Regions from separate parts of the Sus scrofa genome. Here region 2 is linked to region 1. Evidence: chromatin contacts called from public HiChIP or PLAC-seq data. All regions are on one chromosome and are shown on one strand. Each heading gives the region's core, a stretch centred on a gene start, on an enhancer-like site or on the middle of the called end of the contact. The rest is flanking DNA. Distances are from core to core; before and after follow the strand shown.

Region 1 (5,283 bases), core at 635-3,134:
ATCCTTAACCTACTGAGCAAAGCCAGGGATTGAATTCACATCCTCATGGATCCTTCGTTAACTATTGAATCACAAGGGAACGCCACAGCTTTTTTAAAAAATTAGAAAAAGAGTTTCCATTGTGGCTCAGTGGTAATGAACCTGACTAGTATTCATGAGGATTTGGGTTGGATCCCTGGCCTTGCTCAGTGGGTTAAGGATCTGGCATTGCCATGAGCTGCGGTATAGGCCAGCAGCTGCAGCTCTGATTCGACCCCTAGTCTGGGAACTTCCATATGCCGCCGGTGTGTTCCTAAAAAGACAAGGGAAAAAAAAAAAAAAAAAGACAAGGAAAAGAAAAACTTCATTTAAAAAATACCTTCCACCAAAACTGTCATTTATGTTACTACTTTATCCATAATTTTCACTATATTCACTACCTCCAAAAATGGCCAGCCTTCCCTAGTGGCAAAATATAACAGATTAGTAGCAGATTATGGAAAATGGATCTGGCAGAAATGCTGAGGAGTTTTTGAGGGGTTTGTAAGGGGTTGGGGGTTAAAAACAGAACTGTTTTAGTTCTTTGCTTGATTTAGGCTGTAGATGTTTGCTTCGAATGGCTACACTGCCTCAAATTATAAACTGCATATGCAATTTAATGTGTAACCAGAGGGTGCACTGCTTAAGAATTTCTTATTTGAGCAACTAAGTTCGCCAATGAAAATCTCAGAGGAAAAAAATGTGAAGCTAAATGGCTTAACTAGAAATCGAACTCTCCAGGTATTCTTAAAAAATCTTTTGACTATAATGAGGTGAAAGCTAAATCTTTCAGTTAAGGAAAAAAAATGCTTATGATGTGTTTATTCAGTATAAAGCCTGGTTAAGTTTTTTCCAGCTTCCTCAAGAAATGCCATCAGCAATTAAACATCGAACCTGTTAATCACTTACCCTCCAAACAAGCTGCTGGTGCAGACTGGGACCTGGGTTCCTTGCCTCGACTTCCCGACCCAGGGTCTTATATTGGAAAGTCTAGCAGAATCGAGATAAACCCTAAACACGGTCCACACACAACAGTTTCTATTCAGCAATAATAGGGGTGAAAAGAATGTTTCCCCCCTTTCCGGGGCCGCCACGCTCACAGGGTGTCCTTGCTAATGTTGTCCATAAGGGCTCAAGCGGAGCAGCCGGGTCCGCAGTCCCTTTCGGTCGCACCCCAGCCTGGGTGGATCAGCACCGGGACTGCGACCCCAACTCCCACAGTCTGCTGGTCTCCGGGCGCGGGTCCCCCTGGAGATGGGGTCTGCCGCTCCCAGAACTCCCGCCACAGCCAGGGTCCAACCGCGCAACCAAGTCCAGGGCAAAGTTTCTGGCGCATTCCGCGCCAGACCTGCGACCAGCGTTCCTCTCCGCGCAAAACTTTTGGGCTTGCAGCGCTTCCAGTCAAGCTCGATTTCCCCCTGGGCGGTTAAGGGGAGCCCTCGGTACCCACCCCTTCCCGACTCCACCGGGACGCGCGCCCACGACCCAGCCTGGGTGCGGGGACAGTGGGTTGCTAGAAACTCCTGCGCGCCAGCGCCTGGCACCGCTGGGGCGCGGGGAGATGTTTGCAAACTTTCTTGCAGCCGGGTGCGCCCAGGTCGGTGCGCTCCCACCTCCCAGCTCCCGGCCGCGAGCCCCCAGCCCCCAGCGCCGGGCCCCTGGCCCCGGGCACTCACCTCCCCTCCAGAGCGCGGGGAGGAGGAGCCACCGCAAGAGCAGCAGCAGAGCCCGTCCCATCCTGGGGCGCGGATCTGGAAATTCTCTCTGGACCGACGGAGAGACAGACGTCTGGAACACGCCGCGTCGTCCGCCAAGCGCGCCAGAGAAGCGGCCCAGTACCGGCGGCCCGGGCAGCTCCAACCCCGAAGTGGCGAAGCCGAGCAGCGGCGGGAGGCGCTGAGGGCTGGAGGGGGCGGGCCGGGGGCCGAGTCCGAGCGGACCCTAGCCAGTTGGGTTGGGAAGCGGGCGGGAAGGCGGGGGGGAGAGGAGGGCCGAGGAGGAGGAGTAAGGGGACAAGGCTGGACTAGAGGGGCGGGGAGGGGCTGGTCTGGGCGGACCTGGATGTGGGGTGGGGGCGAGGGGACAGGAGAGAGGGGAGGAGGTGGGGGCCGTAAAGGGGAGGGGCGACCGGAGGTGGAGAGGAGAACCCGGCCCAGGCCTCTGGGCGGTCCCGGCGTCCAACACGTGCAGGTGGGAGGGACAGAGGGAGGAGATAAAGTTCCAGAGGAGTAGAAGACGCCCGAGGCAGCCACCAGACCTAAGAGGAGGGGCCAGCGGCTCCCGGGCAGCGGCGACCCCGCAATCCAGGCTTAGTGGACCCAGAAAACTCAGGCAGCAGCAGCTCTCCCAGAGGACAAGGCCACAGTGGTAGGCGATCTTTCTGAGCGCCGCATCCACCGGCTCCCGGCCGAGCGCTCCCCGCCTACACCGCCTCGGGTATCGGGCCAAAGGTGAGAGACCAGCCCTGGCCTTTAGGAACTCTCCTCCCCCCGGGGGAAGAACCACTGTGTCCCCTTGTCAAAGACGTGATGGTCATGGAAGATCGTCAAGGAAAAAGTGCAGAACACTAGCGGAAAGAGATAGCCCCGCAGTGATAAAGTGTGTAGGGGCCAAGGGGGCAGCCGCTAGAGTTAATGTATTTTAATGTGATCCTTTGACAACGTGAGCTAAATCTTGGCATTCCTCTAATCACAACTCCACTGGTGGTTCCTGCTTTCTCCCTGCAAAAGAGTCAAAGTCCTGCCTGTGGCTGACAAGGTCTTAGAAGACGTGGTCCTCTTTCCTCTCTGACATCATCTCCTTACTCCATTTCCATTTACGCTGCTTTCTGATCCAGCAGTCCCTGACTCCTAGGCTGGTGGTCACTTGGGGTATATTTGGCTGTAAGGAGACAACAAGCCCAAATGGATTTAGATTGGTTATTACACTGACAGCAAAAGTAACATCAGCATGGTGACATCACCTGGCATCCCTAGTCTCTCAGGGTGACACGGATCTCAAGGGGCCAGATGAACAGATGTGAACAGTGAGGGGATCTGCTGCTAAGAAGCTAATTCTAAAGTACAGCAGAGCAGTTTCACATACGTACCCAGGAGCCTGCTGCTGTGCTTGGGGGCAGGAGGAAACCTGGAGGGAAGGCAGCAGAAAGTCCTATGCTCAACTGAAAATATGGAGAGGGAAGAAAACAGCCTTGTAGCAGTTTTCCTCAAGTCGGGGATGTGACAGATGACAGACAGTCAGGATATGAAAAGATGCCCAACATCACTAATTATGAGAGAAATGCAAATCAAAACTACAATGAGGTATCGCCTCACACCAGTCAGAACGGCCATTATCAAAAAGTCTAAGATACTAAATGCTAGAGAGGGTGTGGAAAAAAGGAAACTGTCCTCAACTGTTAGTGGGGATGTAATTGGTGCAGCCACTATGGAGAATAGTATAGGGGTTCCCTAAAAAACTAAAAACAGAATTAGTATATGGTCCAGCAATCCCTATCATGGGCATATATCTGGAGAAAACTCTAATTGAGAAGATACATGCACCCCAAAGTTCAGAGCAACACTATTCACAATAGCCAAGACATGGTAGCAATCTAAGTGTCCATCAAGAGATGAACAGATAAAGAAGATATAGTATGTATACACAATGGTATATTACCAGCCATAAAAAGATTGAAATATTGCCATTTGCAAGCAAGATGGATAGACCTAGAGATGATCATACTAAGTGAAACTGTCAGAGACAAATATCATATTCCACTTATATGTGGAATCTTAAAAAATGATACAACTGATGAAAAGAGCATGTTTTAAAGAAGGCCTTAGGGAAAAAAAAGAAAGCATTAGGGAAGAAAAAATACATTTATAGTACTGTACTGTATTTACCAATACCATAAGTTTATATCACGTGTTTAAAAGATGTAAAACATGTCAATACCTATATTGATATTAAATAGTCTTATATGATACAAAACACTGTAGATAGTACACGTATGACTAACATTAGACATCAAAAGTGAAAACATAACTTGAAAAATAGGGAGTTCCCTGGTGGCTCAGCATGTTAAGGATCTAGTGTTATCACTGTTGTAGCTTGGGTCACTGCTGTGGCTCAGGTTCAATCCCTGACCCAGGAACTTCTACATGACACAAGCATGGCCAAAAAAAAAAAAATGCATATTTATATAAGGTACCATATTTACTTATTTACTTATTTATGGCCATGCCTATGGCATGTGGAATTTCCCAGGCCAGGGATCAAACCCAGGCCACAGTAGAACCCAAGCTGCTGCAGTGACAACACCAGATCCTTAACCTGCTGCACCACAAAAGAACTCTGGTGTCATATTTATCGAAAAAAATCTAGAGTTCCCATTGTGGCTCAATGGTAATTATCCCGACTAGTATCCACGAGTATGGGGGTTCAATCCCTGGCCCCGCTCAGTGGGTTAAGGATCCGGCATTCCCATGAGCCGCAGTATAAATTGCAGACACAGCTCAGATCTGGCATTGCTGTGGCTGTGGTGTAGGCCAGTGGCTACAGCTCCAATTCAACCCCTAGCTTGGTAACTTCTATATCTGCAGGTGCAGCCCTAAAAAGACAAAAAGAAAAAAGAAAGAAAGAAATCTGAGTGTAAATGGACCCTCAAAGTTCAAATCTGTGTTGTTTAAGAGTCAACAGGACTGGTATTAGACAGTGTAAGAGACTACATTTGGAGAGGTGAATGACAAACTGGAAGAACCAGTGTCTAGCCCTTGCAACTTCTGGATTCCTTTTGCCATGCTGAACATCTGGGATGTGCAAATATCTAGACATCAGCATTCACTGAAGCACTGAGATGCTGCTTAGCAGAGTCTTGAATCAGCATAAAAGTACAAGTGTCCAGCAGTTGAAGATTGGAGGAGATTGGGATGGTGGATATAGGAATCTCTACTCAGCCACTACTAAAGAACATACCAGAAGCACAGGGATCTAGAATTTGTAATCTGATGGGGAACTGAAGTGATGCTTTCAAGCAACTCCATTTAGCTTCTGGAACAAAATCCTAGTAGTCTAAATCCTTTGTAGTTCTAGAGGAATTTAGATGGGACATGTAGAAGACTCCATTTTTCTTCCCCAAACCATTCCAGAAAGAAGATGTTTGTAGTTGTTATAGTTTATTGGGAGAATGGAGGTGGTAGATATAAAAGATTCCGTTTGCTGAACAACATACTGAAATTGCAGAGGTCTGTTTCTTGTAGATTCTTGGTAATGGCAAGATGGTAC
Region 2 (4,945 bases), core at 553-3,052, 77 kb before region 1:
CCTCCCCACTGAGGGGAAGTACCTGCTTCCTTTCTGGCCACACCCTGAATTTCCCACCAGCATTACTGTGTGTTACTCATGCCACTTAACTTGAGCAACAATCGAAGACCTGATGAAAAATACCTAATATAAGTGTTCTCACTGTGGCAGAAGCAAAGATCTATCGTCATAATATTATAATTATTATACTTTACATTACAATGTAAAGTAAAATAATGTAGCCCTTCCTCTCTCAGAATCACCTCAAATCTGGATCTTTTCTTTCAGCTATTTCACAGAATATGCCAGAAAGACAACAGATACTGTATGTGGGGGCAAACCTAACATATTTACTATTTGGCCCTTTAAAGAAAGCATTTCCCAAATCCTACTTTAGAAGTTGGGGAGTTCCCGTCGTGGCTCAGCAGAAACGAATCAGACTAGCATCCACGAGGACGCAGGTTCGATCCCTGGCCTTGCTCAGTGGGTTGGGGATTCGGCGTTGCCGTGAGCTGTGGTGTAGGTCACAGATGTGGCTCGGATCCCACATTGCTGTGGCTCTGGTGTAGCTCTGATTTGACACCTAGCCTGGGGAACCTCCATATGCTGTGGAAGTGGCCATAAAAAGACAAAAAAAAAAAAAAAAAAAAGAAGAAGAAGTTGGGATACTTAATTTGTTTTTTTAAAAAAATGGTATTTCATGATGTAACCTGAGGAATCCTGCTCTTGCCTTGAGGCTAATTTGTGTGTCCTTTATTTTCACCCCTCATTCCCACCCCTCCAAACGCATACCCAGACAATGTTGCTTTTATGGAATTTTTTGGTAGGGAGATAGAAGAAAAGGTCATTTGCACCTCACCCAGCAAACTTTTCTTCAAGTCTCTTTAAAACCTATCAGCTTTTTCCCCTGAGTCCTTCCCCCTCCATTAACTCCATCAGGCTCTCCACACCCCTCCCCAGATGTCCCCTCATGCCCAGGCAAGAGAGGTGAATTCCCAGCAAAAATCTAGTCCTAGGCGAAACTTTCAGCTTTTCCTTTAAGGATACCTCTTATCTGGGAATGGAGATCACGGAGGGTGTTTTTTCACAATTTCTTAAATATGTCAAAGAGATACAATCAGAAAAGACAAAACAGTATCACGTAAAACAGAAGCCACCAAAAACAATTTGGGCAAAAAAAAAAAAATCTTAAATCCACAAAACGTATTCCTGATAATAATGGGCTTGCAATGATGGGGTGTGGATACATAACGCTGTCATTTCAGGATATATGTGTTAGAAATGGAGGTCAAGGGGCCACAAATTGACATTCTGGAATTGCAAGTCCCCTGGTGGATACCACGAGGGTGGTGTCAGAGCCGAGTCTGACCTCTGACTCAGACCCACGGGCTCCACTGGGTGACAAGAGGGTCCCTGTTGGCCTGAGGAGCCCCCAGAGGAGAAACAAGGAGCTGTGTGCTTATCTCGGGGGTGGCTGTTGGCAGAAATTACTTTTTGTTTCTTCACCGTAGAGTCTGCACCTACTTCCTGGTGACCGAGCATGGAGACTAAGGGGGAGGAAATCTTGGTTCTCAACCCCCACCCCGTTTCCAGGGCAACATGCTGGACCATGTCCAGGGACGGAGACCTGCTCAGAGAGTGCAATCCTAGAAGAACACGGGGCTTCTACAGCCATCCTCAGTGGGTTCTGGGGGAAAAGAGGGCACGAATCGGCAAGACTGACGTGGGAGAGTTAAAAATAGAGATGGAGTCTGTAGCCCAAAAATGGGTGAAGCAAGGAACTAATGTCAGGCCCAAAGGAAGTGAGAGGGTGTGTCCTGCTAGCGCGTGGATCTGAATCTTGTTCAAAACATTCATTTGTTACCAAGTCAGAGTTTAAAATTGTAATGACCTGGGAACCTGCTACAAAACAATACTTGTCCCTTCAGAAAGGGGAACACACTGCCAATCAACAGAATATGACAGTATAACTTGTACGGCCAGTTCTGACTGACCTCACCAGGACTACCAGAGAAAATAAAGGACACCCAGTTAGATGTCAAGTTCAGATAGACTAAATGAAAATAATTACAGATGTAGGTATGTCACAAAATCAATAGTATAACTTAACTCATAAAGTAACTGCATTCCTATATGCTAAATCTGGTAGCCCTGTCAGGGATAGAAAGGAAAATGGGTGGGGAGAGGCTGAGCTAGTTAATGGGGCAGAGACAGGATAACCATAGATACCATAGGATCTGAAGTGGGCAAGAGGGGCTGCAATTGGCCATGGCAGGATGATTTTTCATGCCATTGCCACCCAAAGCCAAGACAAAGCAAGAGACCAATGGAAGCTTGTGAGCAATCATCTTCCGCCTGGAGGGGTGACCTCATGTTTTCATACAACCCAACCATCCTACTCTACCTCATGTCCACTCAAGGTGGCAGTGGTACTTTTTCTCAGTCTCCCAGAAGGTAACATCCTCCTATGGGAAGGACTCTCATGTCCTCTTGGACCCTCCAAACAGTTCAGCAACTTGAAACAAGTTTTTTTGTTTGTTTGTTTATGGCTGCACCTGCAGCATATGGAAGTTCCTGGGCAAGGGGTCAAATTGGAGCTGCAGCTACAGGCCTATACCACGGCCACAGCACTACTAGATCTCAGCTGCATCTGTGACTTATACTGCAGCTTGCAGCAATGCTGGATCCTTAACCCACTAAACAAGGCCAGGGATCAAACCCACATCCTCATGAAGACTACGTCAATTTCTTAGCCTGCTGAGCCACAATGGGAACTTTTGAAACAACTTTTTAAAAAGGCTTGTCTACACAGGGAATGCAGCCAATACTGGGTGATAACTATAAATGGAGTATAATCTACAAAAATTTTGAATCACTATGTTGTACACCTGAAACTACACCTCCAAAAAGGGGCGGGGGGTAGTCCACACTTCATTTATGTCCATATGTAGGGACAGTTATGCCCATATACAGGGAAATAGGTCCTAGTTGTTCCAGAAACAACAGAATCTTGAAATACATGAAGCAAAACTTGATGGAATTGAACGAAGAAATAGACAATTCAAAAATAATTGTTAAAAAAATAGTTGAGACCTCAATTCTCCACTTCCAGTAACAAATAAAACCACAAGGCAGAAGTGTAGCAAGGAAACAGAGTAAGCAAACAAGACTATAAACCACCTAAACCTAATAGATGTATAATCACAGCTGAACATACCTTCTCCCCAAGTGCACATGGACTGCTCTCCAAGAGAGAACATATTCTAGGCCATACAACAAGCCTTAATTGATTTAAAAGATGGATATCATACTAAGTATATCCTCTAAACACAATCATCAAAGGAAGAAAATTTGAGAAATTCACACCTAAGTGAAAATTAAACAACACACGCAATAACCAAGAGAACAAAGAAGAAATCATAAGAAAAATGAATTAAAAAAAAAAACCTTGATATGAATGGAAGAAGAAAACCCCCAAATACCAAAACTTATGTATGTAGCTAATGCAATGCTTAGGGGGAAATGTATAGTATAGATGCCTGTATTAAAAAAGAAGAAATTTCAAATCAATTACCTAACCTTCTACCTTAAGAAACAAAATGGGGAAAAGAGCAAATTTAGCCAAAGTAAACAGAAGAAAGGAAATAAAGATTAGAGCAGAAATGAATGAAATAGAGATGAGAAAAACAATTGAAAAAACTCATAATGCCAAAAGTTGGTTCTTAAAAGAAATCAATAAAATTGACAAACCTTTTGTTAGACCGAGCAAGAAAAATAAGACCGACAACTCAAATTATTAAAATCAGGAATGAAAGAGGGGACATAAACACTAACCTCAAAGGGGGGAAAAAAACAACTTCTAATGGAGTATTATGAACAACTGTATACCACAAACTAGCTAACCTAAAAGAAATGGACAAATTCCTAGAAACACACAAATTACCAAAACTGACTCACAAAGAAATAGAAAATCTGAATATATATATAACAAGTAAAAAGACTGAGCTACTATTGTTCAAAAAACTTTCCACAAAGAAAAGCTTAGGACCAGATGGCTTTGCTAGTGATTTCTACTAAATATTTGAAGAATTAACATCAAGCTTTTACAAATTTTTCCAAGAAACTGAAGAAGAGGGAACATTTCCCAAATCTCTCTATAAGGCCAACCTCACACTGAAACCAAAACCAGAAAAAGCTAACACAAGAAAATTACACACTGATTTCTCTTATGACTATAGACCCAATTAGACAGTAGTGGTGATTGCAGAACCCTAAATATATGAAAAACTATTGAATTGTATACATGGGTGAATATTAATGATATGTATAATACATTTCAAAAAAGCTGTTCAGGGAGTTCCCATTGTGGCTCAGCAGGTCACAAACCCAATGAGTATCCATGAGGATGCCGGTTTGATTCCTGGCCTCACCCAATGGGTTAAGGATCTGGCACTGCTGTGAGCTGTGGTATAGGTTGCAGACATGGCTCGGATCCCAAGCTGCTGTGGCTGTGGCTTTGGCTGGTAGCTACAGCTCTGATTTGACCCTTAGCCTAGGAATCTCCATATGCCGAGGGCATAGCCCTAAAAATAAAAATAATAATAATAAACAAAAAGGTCTTCAAAAAAGTTTATCCCTGAAGAGCCTCTGTAGACATAGGAGAATTCCAAATATTCACCAGTACTTGGGAGGTTTAAAAATAAAGTTGGGCAAGAATTAAGCAAGACTGTGGCAGCAGGGTGAGGGTGGAGGCTATTTGAGGAAGAATCCATGTTTTTACTCTTCAGAGAAGGAACAGCTGTTAGACAAGAGTGGGAGGCAGTAAGAGCAGAGAAACAAATTCCTTTTGGTATTAAAAACATCTAGTTGTCAACACATAAAATTCTTTGTTTTTGTTTGTTTGTTTTTTTCTTTTTTCTTTTTTCAGGCCACATCTGCAGTGTATGGAAGTTCCTAAGCTTGGGGT

The links. HiChIP or PLAC-seq counts read pairs in DNA pulled down with a chosen protein or histone mark.
Region 2: an H3K27ac HiChIP or PLAC-seq map of alveolar macrophages shows a contact between it and region 1. The contact joins the enhancer-like site here to the promoter of MERTK in region 1. A contact is called at or near these places in 1 of 5 promoter capture datasets (liver), 6 of 47 Hi-C or Micro-C datasets (heart right ventricle, liver, psoas muscle and 3 more) and 1 of 2 datasets of contacts at active chromatin or transcription factors (alveolar macrophages).

What each region holds. Positions count from the first base shown.
Region 1 is chr3:44,481,516-44,486,798 of Sscrofa11.1, forward strand. It overlaps MERTK (tyrosine-protein kinase Mer), which reads right to left and starts at 1,885. Exons shown (of 19, transcript XM_021087030.1): 1 at 1,695-1,885. The coding sequence starts at 1,755. It overlaps ANAPC1 (anaphase-promoting complex subunit 1), which reads left to right and starts at 2,446. Exons shown (of 48, transcript XM_021087035.1): 1 at 2,446-2,468.
Region 2 is chr3:44,404,304-44,409,248 of Sscrofa11.1, forward strand. All of the region lies in intron 6 of MERTK (tyrosine-protein kinase Mer), which reads right to left. Among named protein-coding and RNA genes, the nearest start is that of MERTK, 77 kb to the right of the region's middle. Within about 2 kb of position 1,803, at least 21 of the 83 cell types and tissues checked have an H3K27ac peak or open chromatin away from gene starts, as enhancers often do. A contact at or near this core is called in alveolar macrophages, liver, retroperitoneal adipose tissue and 2 more, where this site is marked.